Linked DNA regions of Mus musculus: region 2 is linked to region 1. A link is a contact called in public ChIA-PET data. All regions are on one chromosome and are shown on one strand. Each heading gives the region's core, a stretch centred on a gene start, on an enhancer-like site or on the middle of the called end of the contact. The rest is flanking DNA. Distances are from core to core; before and after follow the strand shown.

Evidence for each region. ChIA-PET counts read pairs in DNA pulled down with a chosen protein or histone mark.
Region 2: an RNA polymerase II ChIA-PET map of neural stem cells shows a contact between it and region 1, with 3 times the contacts expected there. The contact joins the enhancer-like site here to the promoter of Smpdl3a in region 1. A contact is called at or near these places in 3 of 39 promoter capture datasets (liver, neural stem cells and neutrophils), 1 of 15 datasets of contacts at CTCF or cohesin (CD8 T cells), 17 of 484 Hi-C or Micro-C datasets (CD4 T cells, CD8 T cells, LSK cells and 10 more), 14 of 115 datasets of contacts at active chromatin or transcription factors (astrocytes, bone marrow-derived macrophages, embryonic forebrain and 9 more) and 5 of 9 other capture datasets (adipose tissue, bone marrow-derived macrophages, liver and 2 more).

Annotation. Positions count from the first base shown.
Region 1 is chr10:57,791,393-57,796,717 of GRCm38.p6, reverse strand. It overlaps Smpdl3a (sphingomyelin phosphodiesterase, acid-like 3A), which reads right to left and starts at 2,174. Exons shown (of 8, transcript NM_020561.2): 1 at 1,934-2,174. The coding sequence starts at 2,036.
Region 2 is chr10:57,838,312-57,843,636 of GRCm38.p6, reverse strand. No RefSeq gene overlaps it. Among named protein-coding and RNA genes, the nearest start is that of Smpdl3a, 46 kb to the right of the region's middle. Within about 2 kb of position 1,581, at least 4 of the 459 cell types and tissues checked have an H3K27ac peak or open chromatin away from gene starts, as enhancers often do. A contact at or near this core is called in neural progenitor cells and neural stem cells, where this site is marked.

The sequences.
Region 1 (5,325 bases), core at 925-3,424:
CCAGCCTGTGACACAGTCCATAGCACACTCAAATCTAAATTTTTTGGCCAAAAATGCCCAAAGTCCTTTACCAAAATTTCTTTCTTATCCCCCAGATAAACTTTTCAAATATTTTTTCAAGATATGTGTGTTACACAGTCTACATAAGTGCTCAAATTTATTTAAAGAGATACTCAAAATTTTCAGAAAAAAAAATTCAGTCAAAGAATGCTTAATAATTTGTCCCAGCAAACCCAATGAACCATAATTATATGGACAATTGTATGTAGTCGTTTAAGTGGGCGTTGGTTGATCTGTTTATAAAGTCAGTTGCTGTGTGCTAAGTACACCAGCAGGTGACAGCCTACTAAATCTTTTAAAAATGAAGCCAAACACCCAGGGTGGTGGTCCTCTAGTCACATGGACTTGGCAAGGGGGAAAACTAAGACTGGGAACTTAAACACAGTTAGGAAACAAGCAGAGGCCAGGCTGGGTGGAAGTTGTGGAGGGAAGTGCAAAGGGGCCAGGGGGAGAGAGGCCTTCTAGTCAAGTGGAAAGCAGGTAAAATAATCCATGCAATGTGAAACCAGAGTCAACAGGTCTGGTTATTCTCTCTCCCTCCCGCTACCAAAACAGGAAGGTATCAGAAGGAGAGTCACATGATCACGGGCAAAGTTTTATGACTTCTTTCAGCAATTAATTCATTAAAACCAAAGGCGAATTTACCTGTGGTGCAGCCTGAGACATTTCCAGGTCAAAATCCGGAGCAGTCACAAATTTAAAATAGCACAATTCCAGCAATATAAAAACACGAGGCAGCCACATATGTACACATTCTGGGGGCTATTTCTGTTACAGGTGTTATTTGCCAGAGTTGACAAACCGGACATACAGCTGTGGCTTGCAAAAGCTTGACAGCTAAGTCAGGTGTACTTCACTCATAAGCAAGGAGAAGGGATTCCCTGGACCCCATTCAGGGAAGTCCTGTGCAGATCAGAGGCAGGCATGGAGAGGAGGCAGACAGCAGGAGAGTTTCAGTTCTGAGCACAGGTGAAAGTCTCAAGGATAGCTCTCTCTGCAAATCAAAACAAACCCCCCAACTAGAGCAATTATTTTTAAACGGAGCTAGGGAGATGGGGGAGGGGAGCGTCACCTTAAGTTTTAAAACCCAGAAGGCAACCTACAGTCTTACTAAACATTCAGTCTGGACGGGGATTTTCTAATTTGAGAGGGATGAAGAGTGTTAAACTGTGCCCAGGAATCCATTCCCACCGGTCTGGATCCAGTAATTTTGGAGTGGGGCTTAACTTACCGATTTTTTTTTTTCCCACCAAGTTTGGCAGCTGCTACTGCTGGGTGGAAGGAGACTGAGGGGGCAGGGCAGGGCAGGGCAGGCCAAGATTGCAGAAACAGAGTAATAGGCTCCCGGTAAACAGAACACACCACAAACGCAAGACCCCAAGTGCACCAAGGGCTGCGGAAGGGCTCAGGGGTTTTATGTTAAGAACGAAAGAGACCAGACGCCTCGGAGACCTGAAGAGGCAGAATTAGGCTCCGACGTCACTGAGCAGAACAGAATAGGACTGAAGCTACATCCAGGTGTAGGGACCCTGTAGGTCCTCCTCTGCTCTGGGCAGACTAGGTGACTCCGGGAATGCCCACAGCCAATTCTGAGCGGCATTTCCCACCAGACAACAGCTTCAGACTTTCCTCCCCTGGGAACTAAACCACCCAGACCCGGGATGTAAACAAACGCCCAGCAGGCGGCTCGGCTCCATACTGGCGCCCACGGGGCGCCCCCACCATGACTCAGACCCAGTGACCTTGCTGTCTGGCCTTTGGCCACAGTGACCAGTGTGGCGGCGTCCTGTGCCCCGCTGCCTACGCACCCGGCACCTTCATGACTTCGCCGACCCCCTCCACCGTCCTGTGCAGTCCCGATCGGTCCACTCACCCACAGCTGGGGCGCGATCCGCCGGCGCCAGGGGCACCCCGAGCCCCGGGCCGCAGAGCCAGGCAACCAGTAGGCAGCAAAGGAAGTTGCCCAGCAACGCCATGGTGGAGGCCACTGCCCCAGGACGCTAGACTGGAGCTTGGGCGCCGCTGAGACCCGCAGGCCCTAGGGGTGGAGAGGAAGCCAGAGCCTTTCCTTGTGTTGACGCCCAGCAAGCAGATCACGTGTAATATTAGATTCCCCTGAGCACGAGTTCTTCTGACCTTCTGGACTCCTTTATTTTAATATGCTTCCTTAATTTCTTAGGTCAATGGGAAACAATGTTCTTGCTCCAACCCCGTATTGTTTCCTTCCCTGAACCCCAGGAGCGCCTACCTGACAGGGCCATTTAGCAGAGGTACTTGAAAAGGCAGGAGAACCCTGAATCATAGTTAAGACAAACGAGTACAAGAATGGGTTTGGATTTCCTCAATGGTTTCGCTACCTGGGATTTATGACAGAAATGTAAACTCCCAAGCCTCAGGCCACCGCTGATAAATGAACAGATTAGCTGGGCTGGCCATGTGTGGCTTCATAGTACTCCAAGGTGATAGATAGGTGGAGTCGGCAAACTATGTCCCAGGTTCACCAGGCTGAACGTTTTCCTTTCCACAACTGAGTTAAGCACGTCCTCATGCAACCTACCTGGTAAATACAAATAGAGACTGTTGATTTTTCTATTCCAAAAGTTTTATAAGTATTGGCAAAGACACCAAAACCCACAGACTGTGTGTAATATGTATTCTTTGTTCTCTCTCTAGGAATTTATGAGAATGCGCTCTCTTTATAATATAGCCAACAACTTTAATTTATAAAACGTAGGGTGTCTTTGGAGAAGAGCAAACCTTTGAGAGATGCTGACCTCATAAAAGATGTGAGCTGTGGCGTCTTGAGGAAGCCGTGCTGTGTTAAAAGGTCCTGACAAAATACTATGCTTTAGCTGAGTTCAAGGTACTTATTATGGGAAGATGGGTGTTTTAGGTGGACACCCACATTGTCTTGGGATACCATGGCCTCTTTAATACTCAAATGCCTTAATTTGTGTATCTAGCATACCATTTTCATGATTAAAAGAGTATCTCTGTCACTAAGCTTAAATGGTTTTTCAATATCCTCCAACTATAGAATTAAGAATACTACATTGAAACTTTATAGTTTACCTACTTAGATTTACATTCTTTGTAATAGGAACATATCTGGTAAGTGTATTGATTTATTATTTTCTTTGTTCTATAACTGTAAGTTTCTGTAACCTATTCCATGTTGAAACAGTCATTTAGAGAAACCAGGATCTGTGTTCTTAGCCTAGGATCACACATATTTGGCTTAGGATACATTATTTTTGTATTTTCTTTAGGTACTTTTACCATTATATTTTACAAATATATTTATTTTCCATCAGAGGAAAAAAACTTTGTTTTATATCTGCATGATTTAGACATTATATCTTGTGAATAAATTTTTTTTAATGGACACTAAGTTTCCTTTCAGATCCTGGTAGACTCCTCCAAGTTTTGCTACATCATTGGGGTGATTCAGAGCAGTTCAAGAACCATGCATGCTTCCCTGCAACAGACATGGTCACTTCTGCAATTTCTCAGTCTACAGTCTAAAGAGTACAGGGAAAGTAAAGCCGGGAAATGGTGGTGAGCTTGAAATGCAGAAATGGATCAGCAAGATAGCAAGAGCTTGAACATTTTAAAAGAAAGTGAACTAATGATCAGAATACCAGTTTTGCTCATTATAACTGTGATCCAACCAGAGATGATCATTCAGACACAGTTGAGAGCCGATTGCAAGCCAGCTGGCTGGAACTATGTTCAAGTGTTCGGGATGTAAGCTTATTCAGAGCAAGTCTTTTAAAGAGAAAAACCATATCCTGGTATCTCACTTTGCATTGGCAGAGGTAGGTTTGCACAAGCAAGCTGTTTAGCAGAAGCGATAAGTTAGCTGCAGCATCTTGGCCTTTGGTCCTACAATAGAGTCGGGTAAATTCCCAGTGGATTCTCCATTAAAGAGATCAAATTCTAGTTAAGCCTGAAATGGCCTCAGTAAGAATACAAGATAGAGGAACATCTGCAGTGTCTTGCCTTGTCAAACATTATTTTTCAACTTCTAAGACATGTTATAGGAAGTAAATTGGTTGTGAAATAACTTCAGTTAAGACAAAATATGAAGCACACACATTGTGAAACCTTTAAAATGCTTGAGAACATAAACTGATAATGTTTTAAGTGAGCAATGGAAGCCACAGCCTCCTTTCTACTCACTAAGAAGAAGCTCAAGGCTTCAGTGTTCCACACGCTGATATACCTGCAGTGTAAGCCTACTCCTGTAGGTCTTCAGCCCCCATGCATTTGTCTTTATCTGAACCAGGGAAAATGTGAGATAAAAGCCCCAAAAATAAATAAATAAATAAGTAAATAAATTTTGATGACTGTCAGTGGTTCATCTCTGTTGTAATGAACCATGAAACTAGTTTTATTGTTGTGAAGAGACATCGAGGCAATGGCAACACATATAACAGAAAACATTTCACTGGTGTTTGCTTATAGTTTCAGAAATTTAGTCCATTCTCATCAAGTGTGCATGTAGAAATGCTACCAAAGAAGTAGCTGAGAATTCTACATCTGTATCTGCGGGCAACATGAACAGAGAGAGCAGCTGGATCTGGCTTGGGCTTCTGAAACCTCAAAGCCCACCCACAATGACACACTTCATCCAACAAGACCACACCTTCTAATCCTTCCAAATAGTGCCACTTTATAAGCATTATGAATTTATGGGGGCTATTAATATTAAAACCACTATAGAAGGTAAAGTTTTCTTTTCTAGATTATAGTCCATCATTAAGAGAAGTCAGGTCAAGAACTCAAGATGGAGCTTGATGCAGAAACATAAAGAGTGATTCTGGCTCTTGCATACACTTACTCTTAGTGAGCTTTCTTATAGAGCTCAAGTCCACAGGCCCAGGGAATGGAGTCACCCATAGTGGGCTGCATCTTCCTTTATCACTTAACAACAAAGACCCCATATACATTAACATTGGCCAATCTGATTTGGGCAATCTCTCAATTAGGCTCTTCTTCTCAAGGGAACCTAAACAATGCTAAGTTGTCAGTTAATGCTAACCAGTACAGTGGTCTATGAGTGGATTTTATACAAAAACTTTTAGGTTAGTTTACAAATTTGAGAACTTTGAATTTCAAAAGTGTTGTTTCCTCAATCTCTTGGTCAATTTGTCCTTGGTCTTGGGAAATATCCCCTTTCCTTTAACAATGTGACAAGGGAGTGAGCTGATAGTTGTTATATCTACAGACTATTAAGTGAAATAGAATTTGGTTTTGTCACAT
Region 2 (5,325 bases), core at 332-2,831, 48 kb before region 1:
AACTACCACTACATGTATACCAATCCCATCCTCAAACCCAAACCCAAACCCCACACCTACCTCCAAACCAAACCTAACCCCAACTTATAAACCTACCCATACAACTACCTATCCCCTACCCATACAGCTACCCTTACACCTACACTTACACTAAACTCTATCCCTACTCCTGACCTTACACCTTACACCTAAACCTACATACATACCATACATCTATCCATATATTTCTATCTAAAAATACCCTAACCATTACCCTAACTCCCAATCCTAATCAAAACCTAAATTCAATGCCTATATAATCCTAATCCTATACCTACCCCTAAACCTTCCCTTTCTCCTACACCTGACTCTACTTCTCAACGTAACTCCATCACTACTTCTATCCTTACACTTATACTTCTTTTGCTTTCTCTCTCCTTCCCCTTCCCCTTAGCATAACCATAATTCTCACCCTAACCCTATCTCATACTAACCCTAACCCTAATTCTAACATAACCCTTATCCTTACCCTTAAAAAAATCATATCTTTGCATTACCCTTACTCCTACTCTTATTTACATTTAAACTTACCCTTAAACCTACCGTTATACTTACCCCAACCTCTTCCCAGAAATTTATCCTACGCCTTACACTTCTGCCACCACTACCACAACCCCAACACCTTAACCCTTACTGATGTGGGCTGCCCTGATGCTATTTGTATTCTGATGTTAATCCTGCTTGCCTCAAGAAGGGCTTCCCTCCATCCAGCAGCTGATCAGCACTCAGGTTCTATCATGTGAACCTACTGCCCATATTAACCACTCAAAGTCTAGAGCCTGTGCTTGGGCAGTGAAAGGAAAAGGTGGGATGAAAGGTCTTGGAGAATTAGGGGAGCTAAGAAGAGAGAGAAGAAGGGAGGAGAGGACAGAAGAGGAGGAGGAAGAGAAGATGGTGCATAGCCATGTGACAGGGAGAGACTGTAAGTAGCAAGGGTCTCATAGCTGGGGAATAAGTTGGTATAGCGATAGAGCTGCCCAATCTAGGCATAGAGCTTATAGATATAATAACTTGAAACTGTGTTTTTATATGGGTTTATTGGGGTTACAAATTACTGCAACACCAATGTCTCTCTTAGAACCCAACTAACCAGAGATAAAAGTCCACTCCACCTCCCTCCACCCCCCTCCCCCCCCAAAAAAACAGTCAAGGCTGCACTCTAAAGCTGCAGCAGTGCGTAAATTAAATGCTGACGGGATCTAAGAAGTTTGCAGAGAACTACTGAGAAGCTCCCTCCCCAAGACACAACAGGGTTGGGGTGCCCTGAGCCTAAAGAAGGACCAAAGACCCTGGGGTGCGATTGCCTGTAGAACAGCCTTCACGGCTGGGATTTGAGAGCCCCAAAACCAGCAATTAACCTTCTAAAGCCTTCTTTCAGGCATAGCTGGCAGATCTGGGCATCTCTGACCTATGAGCCTTCCCATGCTCATTTCCCTGTATCCTCCAGGTGTAAACAGAACCCAGGACAGCTAGACCTGCTCTACCACCCGAGAGCTTGACAAACTCAGCTGGTCTCCAAAGGCAGGACCATCCAGAAGTGAACTGCAGTGTTCCCAGTTGAACAGCAGAGGGAGACAAACGTACATGAAGCTCCAGATTTTAAATACTTAAAGATGAGAAACACAATAAATACCTTTTAAATTTTATTGATGATTTTTTTTTTTGAACGGTTTGGCAGGGATGGATTTAAAAGAAGTTCACACCTTGTCAGTTATAATTATTACAATGTTAGGTAGCGTGGTGACCTGCCCTTGGAAGGACACTGCAATAGCTATACCCTGAACATATGGAACATATCTCATCATTTGTCTTACTAAATTCAGAAATAGCTCCTGACCTGCTGCTGGCCTCAGTAGGGGCTGACAGGTGAAGCATTCTCAAAACCCAGTTATTTTAAAACATCTTTAGCCTCAGATATCAGATCAGAGCTAGGACCCACACTTTCTACTGACTCTGTCAGCCAAGCAACAACAAGGTTCTTCTTACAAGGTTCTTCTGGTTATTGTATCATATTAGCAAGCCTCTCCGTGCTCCCAGTATTTCTATTGAGACAGCCAGCAGATCCTCCTTGCTCAATTTCAGCTGTTTTGCCATTCCCAGCCCCATTCCCCTGTACCCATAGGCATTTCAAGCCCAAACCCTACCTCTACCCCAACCCCAATCACAACCCAAAACCCCTTATGTTAATACCAACTTGTCTTTTTTGTTGTTGTTGTTCGAGACAGGGTTTCTCTGTGTAGCCCTGGCTGTCCTGGAACTCACTCTGTAAGACCAGGCTGGCCTTGAACTCAGAAATCCGCCTGCCTCTGCCTCCGGAGTGCTGGGATTAAAGGCGTGCACCACCACGCCCGGCCAACTTGTCTTAATTAGGGCTTCAATTGCTGCAACAAAACACTATGACCAAAAAGCAGGTTGGGGAGGAAAGGATTTGGTTCACACATGGACATTTATCAGGAAGTCAGGACAGGAACTCAAATGGGGAGGATCCTGGAGGCAGCTTACTGGTTTGCTTCACATGGCTTGCTCATCCTGCTTTTTTATAGCACCTAGGACCACCACCAGCCCAGGGATGACACTACTCACAGTGGGCTAAGTATTTCCCATTGATCACTAATTAAGAAAATGCCTTCTTACAGCTGAATCTCATGGAAGCCATGGAAGTGTTTTCTTTATGATGACTCTAGCTTGTGTCCAGTTGACACAAAAAAACAGCCAATACAGTGAGTATCCACCAATCAGATAAGACTACCTATCCTTGCACTTCAAGTTTGAGACTAATGACCCAAAATACAAAACAAAACAAAACAAAACAAAACAAAACAAAACAAAGGACCTTATCTTTATGAATTACCCAATCTTGGACAATTTTTTAAAGCACTAGAAAATGAACTTTGAAGGTGCTTCCTCCACCCTATTTAGAAAGGAACAACAAAGCCAGTTTCTCAATTCTAAATCTACAATTATTCAAGGAAGAGGTACATGTCCTAGGAATATGTACATTGTTATGCGTTCTGGATTGGATTTAGGAATTATTTAAATAATTCTCTGCTTGGTACAGAAGCTTTAGTAAGGATGGTGGGGGCAGATCTCATATGAATATTGTGAAGATGTGCAACTTTTAGCTAAACTATAGGGTTTGTTCTCCTCTTTGTTCTCCATGGTGAATCAGAAAAACCAAAATTCCATTTCCTCAGGTGATCAGAGCTAGTGTTCTTTCCCCTAAAGTAAGCTATGAAATTTAGACTCAGCCCCTCTCCCTGTCTCTTCTACTACATCCATCCCAAGAGGTCCTGTCCACAATCACCAGATAGAGAATACTGTACAGAGTGGTCAAGAATTGTCTAAGCAGACAGTCCTGATTTCCCCTCACTCTTACCCTATGCCATGACCCTCTCCATTCAATCACATTTCTTCTCTTTTGTCCATGTTTCACTGGACTAAGAGTAAGAACAGGCAGCATTCCCAGGGTTTTTATTTATGAAGGCTTCTGAAAATTTTAATTAAGTAAATGTGTTCTGCTGTTCCCTTGTGAAGAAGTCTTTTCTAATTGGAGCCTAACCATGGCTCTTACTGTTGTGTTCCTATACCCTCCCACATGTTAGGTTGACACAGAAAGTGACTCCCCTAAATTTACCTAACTGCAACACACAAATTCTGGCATACACTCAATATGATAGAATAGAAAAGATTTTTCTGGGTTGTTATAGAGCCTTAGATGAGACTGAACATAAAACTGACAAAAAATAGTTAAAAAACAAACCTTAAATTTTTACTTTGTCATAAAATAAATGGAAGTGCATGTAAGTATTTTCTCTCTATAATCAATATTTTGAAAACTTAACACTTTTGAATGACTAGACTCCACAGGCTGAAATCTAGACAACTGATATTTTAAAAGCCAAATAAACAACAACAACAATAACAAAAAAACAACCTTTACTCTCTCTTGGCTTTTGTCAAAAGTCCAGTATTCCTTCAGGGCACCTTTTGGAGTCAATGAGTCATTATTTGCCTATGATATACTGTTCTAGTTTTACCTCTTTTGCTGTAACAAACTGTGATCAAAATCAATTTGTTTTTTAGATTATAGTTTATCACTGAGGGAAGCCAGGGCAGGAACTCAAGGCAATAACGAAACAAAACCAAAAGAGTGATGTCACTTATTAGCTTGCTCCCAGACTCACATTCAGCTGTTTTTTCTTAAACAGACCAGGCCTACCTGCCTAGGGATGGTGATGCCCACAGGGGGCTGGTTCCTTCTCTATCAACTAGCTAAAATCAAAACAAAACACAAAAGCAAGCAAACAAACAACAAAAACTCCAAAGACACACCACAGCCCAATCTAATGAAGTCAATTTCTCAGCTGAGGTTCTCTCCACAAAGACACCCAAAAGGGTTCCACACTGGGTAGCTGAAACTATAGTAAAAGAAAAGATTTCTTTCCTCCCTTACCACTTGGTTTTAATAGAAAATGTAGTAACAAGAGAAAAACATTCACACTTATTTAAAATGTTTTCCATGACAAGGAACATTAAAAACTAAACACTCACACAAATAAATCTGTGAAATTCTTATAATAGGTTTTAAGAGAATTTCATAAAAATGATTGAAGAAAAGAATATAATATAATAATGGAAAATTGGAAAACACGTATCAAGGGCTCCTTCAGAGCATTCGTAATCTGTATCGTCCTCCTGAGTGTAGAGAGGGGGGTCTGGAGTGAGACTTTATGTGAGGGAAGAAAAGCAAGGGAGTAGATGACCATGACCTCATGCTTCTGTTCGGTTCTCACATGTGACAGTATTGGGGGCAGCATGTCCTAAACCATGCCAACTATAAAAGCATCTTTTATATACCTGACACAATTGTCATCTCAGAGGCTTACTGGCTCCATCTTCTAATCTAGGCCTAGTCCTGGAAGCTTCTAGCCTCTGTACTATCTTACCCAGGCCTAGAATTTTTTCAGCTTATGAGACTTACTGCTAAATAACCTCACTCCTAGCTTTTCCTGAAGTCTGGCTAGCTGATCAAATCACCTGTTCTGGATCAAACTCCTCTTCAAGCTGACTGATTCAATCTGGATTCTCTCCCTGCCTCTGACTTTTTGTTTGGCTTGGCCCTAAACTAACTTTGGCAATCTGTTCTAACCTTCTGGCTCCTCGTTCTTTAGCATTTTCTACCTGTGCCTAGCTTGTTCTCCCTCTGCAACCTATCTCTGTACAGCTGTCTTAGTAAAACTGCCTTCTCTCCTTTGTACACCTCTCTCCTCAGTAGCCTCTTTTCTG